Linked DNA regions of Mus musculus: region 2 is linked to region 1. Evidence: chromatin contacts called from public Hi-C data. All regions are on one chromosome and are shown on one strand. The core of a region is the stretch at or near the end of the contact, and the rest is flanking DNA. Distances in the headings are between cores, read along the strand shown. Region 1 has its middle 45 kb from the start of 4930452A19Rik. Region 2 overlaps Pacrg (PARK2 co-regulated).

The links. Hi-C and Micro-C count contacts between places; a contact is called where the count stands out from the background.
Region 2: a contact with region 1 is called in a Hi-C map of muscle stem cells, with 2.8 times the contacts expected there. The contact joins two enhancer-like sites. A contact is called at or near these places in 2 of 484 Hi-C or Micro-C datasets (brown adipocytes and muscle stem cells).

Annotation. Positions count from the first base shown.
Region 1 is chr17:9,817,810-9,824,279 of GRCm38.p6, forward strand. No RefSeq gene overlaps it. Among named protein-coding and RNA genes, the nearest start is that of 4930452A19Rik, 45 kb to the left of the region's middle. Within about 2 kb of position 3,747, at least 22 of the 459 cell types and tissues checked have an H3K27ac peak or open chromatin away from gene starts, as enhancers often do. A contact at or near this core is called in muscle stem cells, where this site is marked.
Region 2 is chr17:10,499,098-10,505,556 of GRCm38.p6, forward strand. The region is part of intron 4 of Pacrg (PARK2 co-regulated); the gene reads right to left. The region is part of intron 2 of Gm16168 (a long non-coding RNA gene); the gene reads left to right. Among named protein-coding and RNA genes, the nearest start is that of Gm16168, 9.1 kb to the left of the region's middle. Within about 2 kb of position 1,919, at least 42 of the 459 cell types and tissues checked have an H3K27ac peak or open chromatin away from gene starts, as enhancers often do. A contact at or near this core is called in muscle stem cells, where this site is marked.

The sequences.
Region 1 (6,470 bases), core at 2,497-4,996:
ATTTACTGACTGTAGTCCATCTTCAGGCAAATCCTAGGTAAGGGTGCACAGCGTGAACCTGGAGACAGAAACCGAAGAAGAGGTCGTAGAAGAATTGCCACTGCTTATTGGCTTGCTTGTCTGCCTTTCTTACATAGCATAAGTGCCCCTACATAAGGATGGCACCACCTGCAGTGGGCTGGGACCTCCTACATCAATTAAGAAGATACCCATGGATGGCATGCCCACAGGTAAATCTGATGGACACAATTCTACAACTGACATTCCCTTCCAAATGTGTCAATTAATATCCAAGATCAGTCTCACCAAAATCAGTCTACCTGTTGAGATCCATTCTTTTTTTTTTTTTTTTTTTTTTTCGAGACAGGGTTTCTCTGTGTAGCCCTGGCTGTCCTGGAACTTACTTTGTAGACCAGGCTGGCCTCGAACTCAGAAATCCGCCTGCCTCTGCTTCCTAAATGCAGGGATTAAAGGCGTGTGCCACCACGCCCAGCTTGAGAACCATTCTTTTGAGGACTATATCCCCTAAGTTTAAATGTCAAGTGTCACAGGGTCAGATAGGCAACTTTATAATTCAGAAACTTCTGGAAAATAGAAATAAAATTCAAGCAAGAAGTACATAGAGAGGCATTGGGCTCACATCTCCCCAGGGCCTGCAACAGCAAGAGAGCTGAAGAAGTTTTCATTGCAAAATGTTAACCCTAGTTCACTGGCCATGTGTGAAGAAACATGCAGGCTTAAAATGTATTCGTTGTCAATATCTATGAACTCCAACCAGAGGTGGGGACAGAGTGTGGGGAGGTGATGCGGCCCTAGGCCTTCAGAGCCATCACAGCAATACCATGAGCTCCTGAACTAGGGAGGATTGTGTGCCAGACCCATTTAATTTCCCTGAGGATAATGGTATGGACATCAAAGCGTCAGAGCAGATTCCTGGGACCTCAGAGAATTGCAGGCTCTATAACATGCAGTTCGATCAATGCTCTGGCCTCACTGGATTGAAAATATGACTTTCAGTAAAAGATTCTTTATTCTCTCTCGCCTTCATGAGAGAAGAGTGGTGTCTGGCTGTATGGGAGCATATTTGCCAATATATGGATGCAGTCTGTCTCCTTGGAGATACTTCATTATACCAGCTAACTACTGAGGGTGAAATGAGAAAACAGAATCATTTATAAGCTCTTCACAGGATAAGTGTTCACATAGGTTACTGTGGTATTGATTGCCAAATTGACACAGCCTAGAATAACCTAAGAGACAAGCCTCTGTGCGTGCCTGTAAAGGGCACTGTAGATGATCTTAGCCTCTGAGCATACTTGTGAGGGATTATCTAGATTTGGTTAACTGGAATAGAAACACCCACCTTAACTGTGGGCAGCACCATCCCTTAGGCTGAGGTCCTACCTAAACAAAAGGGAGGAATCCAGCAGGACTCTGGCATTCATCTCTCTCTCTGCTCCTTAACTGGGCCTGAAATGTGACCAGCTGCTCCATTCTCCCTCCACCATGCTTTCTCTGCCATGATGGACTGTGTACCCTCAAACTTTGAGCCAAAATAAACTCTCCCTTCCTTAAGTTGATCTTGTCAGGACAATGAGACAAATAACTGATACAAACACACAAGTAGCATGAAGTTATTCATATTGTTACATAAATCATAGCAACTTTTAAAAACAAGTATAAACTATGAAAATACCAGCCAAAGGAGAAGCGCAGCTAGAAAAGCCAGTGAGTTGCGCCTTTGCATTCCTTTGCAGCAATTAGAGTAAGTAGCAGCTGTGCTCAGCACACCCAGAGTCAAACAACAGTTGCTTGAATAAACAAAAGGATTGTGCTTTGTTTTGTTTTGAGTTTGGTACTAAGATAAGAAAGGAATAGAAATCTTGGAATCATAACTATTTGGAGAATTTTTTAAAACTTGTGTCATTATAGTATCTCTATAATAAATGCAAATAATCATTTGCTAATACTTCCTATAAGGAGCATTAACTTGTACCAATGCCATCAAAGCACCACTTATAAGACTAAGTCATCCATTGGCTGAGCACTTCGGCTTGTTATATGGCTACTTGCTTGATCCAAAATTAAGATTTACATTGTCTGGATTCCAGAAGAATAAAAGCCTATGATCCACTTAGCTTAAACAAAGGTAGGACAATATATGTATCCTAATTCCTCTCCCCTTTTAAAATAAAGTTCTTAGGATTCTTCTACCCCTCAGCAGAACATTCCGAGATCAGAGTTGCCTCGTGTGGCTCAAGCTCCCTTGGTGAAGCCCTAAGCACAAGCTGTGGGAAGTTGGTAACATAGGATCAGAAGGGCAAAAGAGGAAGAGTGTGAATCATCAAAAGAAGAACAGAAAAACACTTCTACCCAAGGCATCATCTTTCAGTGTGGGCAAAATTACCACTTGGGAATGGTATTGAGCCGTTCCTTAAAAAAAAAAAAAAAAAAAAAAAAAAAAATCACCTTGGAAGAAAAACATGCATGCCCTATATTTTTTTTTTTTCAGTAGTAACCAGACCTCAATAATGGAACTGTTTATCAACTTCCATTCAACAGAGTCAGGAGAAACTAGTATTTTGACGTCCATGGTAAAAAGTGTTGACTCTCTGCTGTGGCAATTTGAATTCTGAAATGTTCTCTCCAGTTGGAATACTGACCTATGGCTAGATGGCCTTTGTTTTTAAGCCTGTTCATAGTAATTAAATTTGTAACTAAATAAAAATTAAGGAAATCTATGGATAGAGAAGTAGAAAGGATGCTATTTCTGTGAGAAGCAAATTGAATTCAATCTCTACTATAAAGCTGAGGTCACTGCTTGTAGATTAGACAAAAGCAAATTAAGAACTTTGGAGGGAAGCTAAAATGTTTGAGAATTTCTGAGCTCAGACATCACATATGACTATTTTATTTTTGGTTTCTTTTATTTTTATCTTGGCTTTTGGGGTGGACATATGATCTTGCTATGTAATCCAAGGTACATCACAGCGTACCTCCTGTTTTGTTCTCTTGTGTTTCTGGCACACACAACCACATCCTGATTTATAACTCTAATGTCTAACTGGTTGTAGAAACTCTAGGAGAAAGGTGTGGTTCACACCTTATGATTGTGGTCTATATAAATCTGTGTAAGTACAAGCCTGTGCCCGATGGGCAATGGGTCCAAACAAAACATATAAGTGGCTCCCTCCATGCAATCCTTATAATCTCTCATCTAAACCCATCCACAGATATCTCCTGTCTCCATGTTCTCCACCTACATTATAAGCAATACATTTCTGAAAGAACTGAGATTACTTGGGCCTTTGAGGCAATGTTTCTGGCTCTGTGAATATGCAGTGACAGCACTGTCTCAGAATCCTAGGCTTCATCCTATGCTCTTCCATCTCATCCTGAAATAAGCCTGTCTTTAAACTTTGATTTTGAGACAAGATAAAACAGCGGGGACAGAGGCATGCATGTAGTCACATTTCAGTCTTGCCTACACCTGTCAAGAATTAAGTCATAGGAACTGCCAACAGAACATGTGCACGCTTTGACTTGGACTGTACAAGAGCAAGTACCTTGGGGCTTTCTGGAATGGGTGGACAAATCAAGTTCTAGGCCCAGGTTAATGAGGCAGCTGGCAGTTACAACAGCAGCAGTTACCACTGCCAGGGAGAGGAGCGGTCTTTGCACGGCCATGGACCAGAATACCAGGGCACATGGGTGTGGTTGTCTGCCCATTCTGCCCAGAAGGTCTGTCACTGCAAAGGAATGTCATTTGTTCTCCACCCTGACCGCCAAGACAGAAGCTTCCACCACACAGACAGCAAAACTTGTCAGAAAGAGATCATGACATAAAAGTGCAAGCATGGGGATTGCCACACAGATGTAAGGAAATTTACAGAACCATTTTGGATGAGATGAGAATCTCTGACTTTGAACCTCGTATGCTGACACAGATCTGAATATAGCTACCTTAGATGTAGAATTTACAGGTAAATATCTCCATAGCCAATGGATGGGAGGGAACACTATTATCTTATCAGACTTTAGATAATTGTACAGACCAGTTATTAACCAAGTAGGCTAAGGTGGCTAGCCAGCAAGCTCCAGGGATCTGCCTGTCTCCACCTCCTTCGTGCCAGGACTTAAGTAAGCACCATGTGGCTAGCTACTTTTACGTGGGTTTCTGGATCTAGCTCTGCTACTCATGACTCTGTGGCAAGTACTTTACCAACTGACTATTTCCACAAACCTTTGTGCTTTTCAATTTTTCAGTGCTAAGTATTAGACCCAGGACCTCATATGTGCTAAGTGGGCAAAGTCTGAATTTCTAAGCAATACATTCTAATGGGGGTGTCTTAGGCAGTGTATTTGGAGAAACAGAAATCTAGAAATTAAAATCACGGAGGTAGGACAGAGAAGAAAAAATTAAAACATGGCTTCACTTTTTAACACTCAAGTGAATACAAGCCTCAAACTCTCACTGTTGGTTACAAAGAAAGATTGTGTTGTTGAATAAAATTACAGTGTGACTAACAAATAGGCTTGTCAATTTGGCTCTGCATTTCTGGGCTTAATATGAGATTACTATAGATGTCAGGTTATCTTCAATGATGGATTCTTCTCAGTAAAGTTCACTCGCAGTAAGACAGAGGAACATAGCTCGACATATCTACCCTTATTTCTTTTACCACAGCTGTATCATTACTGAACACCACTAAGCGGTCTGCCCCAGCCATATATCACTGCCCGCACTCTCAGCAACATAACCTCCCAGGCCACTCTTTGCTCTTTCCTCCACTCACTCCAATGTGAACTAGGAAGATTTACTTCACATCTCTTATATTTGTCTTTGAAAAGACTGCATGGAATTAGAGTCAAGAATAGAGTCTCAAGAACTGTATCTCAGAGACCATCCTGGGCTACGTGGAGAATGTGGAACGGTACCTGTTCACTCAGAACATACTCAGAATCATTCTCCCGAGGCGTAGCTCAGTAACTTCTTGTGGAAAGCATGCTAATATTATTTCATCTGAAGAGTGAACTTGTGTCCACCTGCTGCTGAGCCAAGCTCTGAGTTCACACACAGAGGCCGTGGAGGCAGCATACCTCTCTTTATGCTACATATATTATCTCCTGTCATGGGCTCACAGTATATTCCAGGACACAAAGATAATCCTCTCACGGTTTCTTTTATAGTTGTCCCCCTTTTCATCACATTTTCTTATCTTGACATCTCAGTGTCTTTGGAAATGTTACTTCATGAGCCATTCACCACAAATTCTTCAACCAGATTTACCTATTTAGAGAAATTGCCTGAGAAGGACATGGAATAGGTCAATATCACTCTCTGAGCAAAGAGATCATCTCTCCAAAGTGGACTTTGCTAACAGGTTTCTGTCCCATTCACTGGAAGAGAGAAGCCCTGCTTTCCTTCCAAGATAAGGTTAAAAACACTTGTCAAAAGCCAACTCATTTTTAGGGTGTAACAGTTTTTGAACTATGACACCAATCTTTTCCTTCCTACAATTTGTTTCTGCTTGGCCTTGAGTCAAGGACAGACAGTCTTAAAGGAGGTAGACCAGAAGTCTATGCAGCATGAAGGCAATACAAAGACAAGAACAAACAAACAAAAACACTGGATTCTGAGAACAAAAGCATGATTCTCATGGACACACTCAGTGATGCGTGTGCATGGGTATCTCAGGTTTGAATATCCACTTTAACTAATAGTTCACTCTCCCACAACCTTTCTCCTCACTCAGAAAATAAGTCATTCATCTGAGCCCATTACACATTAAGTGCTTAATTGATATGCATTTTCTTTTCCCTTTTAAAATTTAATATACATTAATTCTTTCTGACATATATTTTATGGAATCTTCCAAGAGAAATACACCTTAAAATGTTGAGCTGGTTTTAGCAAGCAAACTATTTAAAGATTTATATTTATTTTTAAGTTATACATATGAGAATGTATCTATGTGGGAGTTTGTGCACAAGAGTGCAGTTGCTGATAGAAGCCAGAAGAAGGTGTTTTATGTCCTGGAACTGCAATTACAAGTGGTTGTGAAGCTGCCATGGGGGTGCAAGGAACTTAATTTGGGTTGTCTGCAAGATCAGCAAGTGCTCTTAATCCCTGGGCTGTCTCTCCCACCCCTCAGATATCACATTGTTACAAACCAAGAACATTAGCTGTTATTACCACTACTCTCCATCCTCATGTTAATCCTGCAGTTACCCTAAGAAAACTGCTTGATAAGGGAAGTTGAAATGTTCCTTCAGAACTTCCTGTCCCTTCTCCAAAGCCTGGGTGGGATTGCTAAGCAAAGCCAGGAGTGAGCTATCCTCTTTCCTTGGGCTGTGACATCATAGGTGCCTTTGACAAATCCACCACATTCCTGTGATTGTTTTCTGACTTGGCATAATTCAGAAATGCCAATTAGTGTCCTCTGAAATCCAGCTGTCTGGTGGAAGCT
Region 2 (6,459 bases), core at 669-3,168, 680 kb after region 1:
AAAGGTTCAGGTGGGTGTAGCCTGCAGCTCATGAGTCACAGGTATCCCAGGATTGTGTGAATGTGGCCAACATTTTTGTGAATGACAACCTCATGTTGGAATGTCAAAAGGTTGAATGCTCCTGAACTGGTTTAACATGGAGCAGATCAACAACAACAACAACAACAACAACAACAACAGCAACAACAACAGCAACAGCAACAACAGCAGCAGCAGCAGCAACAGCAAGAACAACAACAACAACAAACTGACTTGAGAAAACAGAAAAATCCAGAGGCATAGGAGATTTGTGAGAGGCAGTGACTGGAGAATGCCACTGGTATGAAAAGAGGGGACGCAAGGACACGCACGAGGGAGTGAGTCTATGTAGCTGCCAGTGGAGATCTAGTTTTTAACCTTGTGCAGCTGTTTTCTAGGTTATCGGGAGCAAGCATAAATTAGCAGAGAAGATGAGCTAGCCTCTGGCCTCACATTCCAGGACAAGATAGAGTTGAAGGTCTGTCCTTTTTTTTTTTTTTTTTAAAGATTTATTTATTTATTTATTTATTTATTTATTATATGTAAGTACACTGTAGCTGTCTTCAGACACTCCAGAAGAGGGAATCAGATCTCGTTACGGATGGTTGTGAGCCACCATGTGGTTGCTGGGATTTGAACTCCTGACCTTTGGAAGAGCAGTCGGGTGCTCTTACCCACTGAGCCATCTCACCAGCCCCCCCTTTTTTTTTTAAAATTTATTTATTTTTATTAGTTATTTTCTTTATATACATTTCAAATGCTATCCCGAAAGTTTCCTATACCCTCCCTCTGCCCTGCTCCCCTACCCACCTTCTCCCGCTTCTTGGCCCTGGCATTCCCCTGTATTGGGGCATATAAAGTTTTGGCAAAATATTTGATATCTTACTTTTAGAACATACTTAAGTTTCATATCTTAGATTTATATATACATTTTTCTTTTTCTTTCTTTTTTTTTTTTTTACGTATTTTCCTCAATCACATTTTCAATGCTATCCCAAAAGCCCCCATACCCCCCCCCACTTCCCTACCCACCTATTCCCATTTTTTTGGCCCTGGCGTTACCCTGTACTGAGGCATATAAAGTTTGTGTGTCCAATGGGCCTCTCTTTCCAGTGATGGCCAACTAGGCCATCTTTTGATACATATGCAGCTAGAGTCAAGAGCTCTGGGGTACTGGTTAGTTCATAATGTTGTTCCACCTATAGGGTTGCAGACCCCTTTAGCTCCTTGGGTACTTTCTCTAGCTCCTCCATTGGGAGCCCTGGGATCCATCCAATAGCTGACTGTGAGCCTCCACTTCTGTGTTTGCTAGGCCCCGGCATAGTCTCACAAGAGACAGCTTTATCTGGGTCCTTTCAGCAAAATCTTGCTAGTGTATGTAATGGTGTCAGCGTTTGGAAGCTGATTATGGGGTGGATCCCTGGATATGGCAGTCTCTAGATGGTCCATCCTTTTGTCACAGCTCCAAACTTTGTCTCTGTAACTCCTTCCATGGGTGTTTTCTTCCCAATTCTAAGAAGGGGCACAGTGTCCACACTTTGGTCTTCATTCTTCTTGAGTTTCATGTGTTTAGCAAATTGTATCTTATATCTTGGGTATCCTAAGTTTTGGGCTAATATCCACTTATCAGTGAGTACATATTGTGTGAGTTCCTTTGTGATTGTGTTACCTCACTCAGGATGATGCCCTCCAGATCCATTCATTTGCCTAGGAATTTCACAATCACAAAGGTCTGTCCTTGAGGGGCAAGGTCAGTGCTAATCCCTGTGGGTCAACAGGCCAAGGATGGAAGATCGCCATCTACTGGTTTTAGAGAAAACTGCCGACACATGACCCTTGGTCTGGGGTTAAAAAAAAAAAAAAAAAGCTCTGACTGGGAATTGTCCTTTCAGGTCAGCTCTTCACAGCTGACTAAGTGGTTGGGAAATCAGAAATGAAAAGTGCCACTTTGAGCCCTTGGCGCTCTACAGTGTGGGGCTGACACGGAACAATGTCAACGCATTCGGTAGCGTGAGGAAATGCTGAGCAGTCTCGAGAGCCCCTAGCCTCTCTGTAATGAAGTCTCCTGATCCGAGCAGCCATTCCCATCAGCTCTCCTTTGACACTTGCCCCAGCTGGCCTGACTCTGGCTTACAACTGGGCCACTAGCACGGTCCTAAGCTCTTGTGTCCTGAGGCGCAGGCTCCCTTCCTCCACTCTCACCCAAAGACTCCTCTCCTTGACCCTAAAACCCTGACTTCTAATCCCCGAGGTTGAAGCCATAGGTTGAGCACAGGCCTTTATAAAGAGGGTGTAGACAAAGCACCTGGGGGCAGGGACTGACGTATGGGGACACAAGAAGGTCATCTGCAAGCCCAGGAAAGGCCTCAGAAGCCAACCTGATCTTGGACTCTGGGCCTCCAGGCCCCCAGGAATGTGTACTTTGTTGTTGGCATGGCCCTGTCTAAGGCATTCCATTACCAACACCCTCTCAAACACACAGCTTGCAGGGCAGTTATTTAAGGCTTCTTCCCACACAGCCTGCCCAACTGCAGATCTCCTCTGAACTCCTTGCCAGATCGCCAGGCACATTCTAGAAATGTCCTTTTACTACCACTCCCACCTGCCAGTTCCCTAATCTGGGATAATCAAAATGGGTGACCATGTGATTATTTCTGCTTCCAAGGCCAGGGCCAGGCTGCCTCACAGAGCAGTGCTCACAGTTGCGGGATCTGGAGCCAATTCTGTGAACCTCAAGACTTTTCCTGCCTCTGGTTAGCTCCATGGCTATTCCATACCTGCTTGGTTCATTGCAAACTACCCTGTGTGTGTGTTATTTCTGCTTCATCCTCTCCTCGACACCTGGCCCTTGATCTTATTTAGAGACTTCAGCAACATTGGCTTCTTCCTTTACAAAGCCACTTTCTGTTTGGCCTCTGAAACCTATGTTTTCCATTCTTGGAACTGGTTCCCAAATATGTTTTTCTGGGGGTGTGGTTCAGAGACAGAGCATTGCCAAGCCATCCCCAACACCAGAAACAAACAAACACACACACAAACAAACACACATACAAACAAACACAAACAAAAATCATTTTAAAAGTGAACCTATACAGAGCAATTAGCTTCTGTAATCATAATGCAGTCTAAAATGCAGTGCACTCTATGCACACAGGATTTATTAATTAAGAAAAAAAACATAGAACTAACATTTTATTCAAACGAGTGATACTTCTCATGATTTTTGGCTATGAGAAGAAGGCTCAGTAGAGCACACAGAGAAAAATTAATATCTAATAACAAAATTAGGACCATACAGTGGCTCTTTTGTGTTACTAAACACAGAAGTTGTACTAGCGAATCGTGTTGGTTCTCATTCTGGCAGCCTTCATAAAATAGAGACATGTTTTTGGAGCTGGTAAAATCAGTGAGTTGGTTTTCAACCTCACAGGCTGGAAGTGGATCCATCTCTTGAGTCAGAAGATTATGACCACAATACTAATACTTCACACAGGTCAGAGGTGGGTCTCACAGTTGCAAACACTTAATGCTTCCTAAATTCCTTTAAAATAGTACTTTGTGAAGATAACCAGTGTTCTCTCCATAGGACACTCACCAATGTCCTTATATTGTCTCCAGCAGAAGGTGTAGCCCAGATTAAAGGTGTGTTCCACCACACCTTTAATCCCAGATGAAAGGTGTAGCCCAGATTAAAGGTGTGTTCCTTAAACTCGGAGATTCAATCTTCTGGAATCCATAGCCACTGTGGCTCAAGATCTCCATACCAAGATCCAGATAAGGATCTCCAAGCCTCCAGATAAGGGTCACTGGTGAGCCTTCCAATTCTGGATTGTAGTTCATTCCAAATATAGTCAAGTTGACAACCAAGAATAGCCACTACAATCCACCCCTTGTCAACTTGACACAAATAATATCTCATGCTCACATGAAACAATAACAAGGTTGTGAATACACCTAACATGATATAACTATCCCTCGTACAATCGCAAACGTATTTGTAAATTTACAATGGGGCATTCATATTTTATAATCCTCGTTTCTGCAACTGGTTACGTAGCCTTAATTGGTATTTATAACTACCTTCCTCTACTACCCATTCTGTATTTCCTTCACCTTCAGCTATGTTGATGCCTTGACCTATGATCACACCACAACATGTTTTAGAGCTCTCAGTATAAGGGAGATCCAGGGGATGGGTACATCTGTGCTTCCAATACAGGCTGTATCTCTTTGTCTTACTGAGAATCCCATTTCAGCTTTAGATATAGATACAAGGACTAGGAACTACAGGCAGGCCTAATGAGAGCAATAGGGTACGTCAACTGTGGTCAAAGTCATTGTCAGTTTTTGTTTTTTTTTTAGGGTAGCATAGTGTTTAAATTGGAAGCCATTCAATAATTTTCATTGATGTGTCTGCTCTGTTTCTCTGTATCATAGTTGCAATGTCAATGCTACAGACCCATGGTCTGGAGTCACAATGGGCTGAATCAGGAAGAGAGAACATTTGAGATCAAGTTCAGAGGCAGGCTATGGACGTCTGTTAAAATGAAATAATCAATGAGTGAAATTGATGTCACAAGAATAAGTCCTGTGTTCAGATGGGAACCTATAAGATCAATACTGCAAAGATTCTAGCAGTTTTAATAATATTATTAGTGACAACGGCTAAGTTTTATGTCCCATTTAATAGTTTACAAGTCAATTTAACTTGAATTGTTATTGTCAAAAGTAACTTCAGGAAAATGGTGGGGCTGGTTTTAAAGGAGGTGACAAAGGTTGCTATGCAGAATCTATACATGACTCAACTAAAGAGTAAAGGCAAACAAACAACCCTAAATAATAATATAATTCACAAATGGGCAACTGGTTTAAATAGTTCTCGAAAGTGTCCCTGGAGCAAATGAAAGAATATCCAAACATCCCAGTCATTACAGAAACAGAAATGAAGGCAACAGTTAGAAGTCACCTCCGGACAGTGAGAATGGCTAAGACAAAGGACAACAAGAGCTGGTGACAACGTGGAGGCAAGGGAGCTAGTAATTACATCATTAACGTAATTATCATTACATGCTTTTACTGGGAATGCATATTAGCCAACCACTGCAGAGAATATCATGGAGCCCCCAAATACAAATAGGGCCACCAGGATGGCTTGATGGGAGATGCCCCTGACAGCTCAAGTTTGAACCCATGGTGAAAGGAGACAGGTCCTCTGACTTCCATATTTATATCCTGGCACACATACTATGATCTACGAACCCCCCTCCCCACAATGAAATGTAAAAATAGGGTAATTGTGTGATCCAGTAATTATACTACTTGAAATGTACCCACAGGAAGTAAAGCATGTATTTCCACGAGGCATCTGCATCCCACCCTCACTGCAGCACCATTTACAATCACCACCAAATGATGAACGAATGAAGAACGCGTGCTATATACACACTGGGAAAAAAAGACAGCATCTTCAGCAATGCTGGTGATCAAGGTGCTACATGTAGAAAAATGAAATTTAATCCTTATCTCTCCTTGAACAAAACTCAACTCCAAATCATAGAGGAGAAAGTAGTTTTGAACTCGCTGGCACAGGGTAGGGCTTTCTGGACAGGACCCTAGTAACAGGCATTAAAACCAACAATTTAGACCTCATGAAGCTAAAGTTTCTCTATGTCGAAGAATACCATCACTCAAGCGAAGAGGCAGCTCTCTGAATGGGAAGTAATATGACAGGGGGTTAATATGAAGAATACACAAAGAACTAAAAAAAAAAAAATCAACAAATGCTCAAGTGGATGTGGGAAGATGAACACTTGTGCTCTGTTGTTGTAAGAATAAACTGGTAGGAACAGTATGGAAATTGGTCTGAGGTTCCTGAAAAACCTAAAGCTAGTCCTACCATATGACCCAGCTATAGCGCTCTAGGGCATATACCTACAGCGTTTTATATTCTACTCTAGAGCTACTTGTTCATCCATGCTCACTGCTGCTCTGCTCAGAACAGCTAGAAAATAAAAATAGGCTAGATATTCCTCAACTGGTGAATGGATAGTGAAAGTGTGATCTATTTACACAATGTGATATTATTCAGATATTAAGAAAAATGAAATTTGAGAGTAAGAAGATGGATCTGGAGACAACCATTCAGAGTGAGGCAAGCCAGGCCCAGAAACACAAACATCACATTCTCTCTCACTGTGAGTGTTAGCTTTGAATCTTCAGATGCCTATGTTTTATTTGAAAGACTCTTAGAGACCAGAGAATTCCTTAGGAGCCATGGGAAGGGGCTTTTAAGGAAGGAAAGATAGAGTGACATGGTATAAAGGCTTAAAGGGAAATAATGGGACAGGAAGGTTAAACTGGGGTGGGAGTACTGAGAGTGGGGAGAGGAAAATATGGGGAGGGATAAGTAACAGTAAAAACTTTTTGAGAAAGTCATATGGA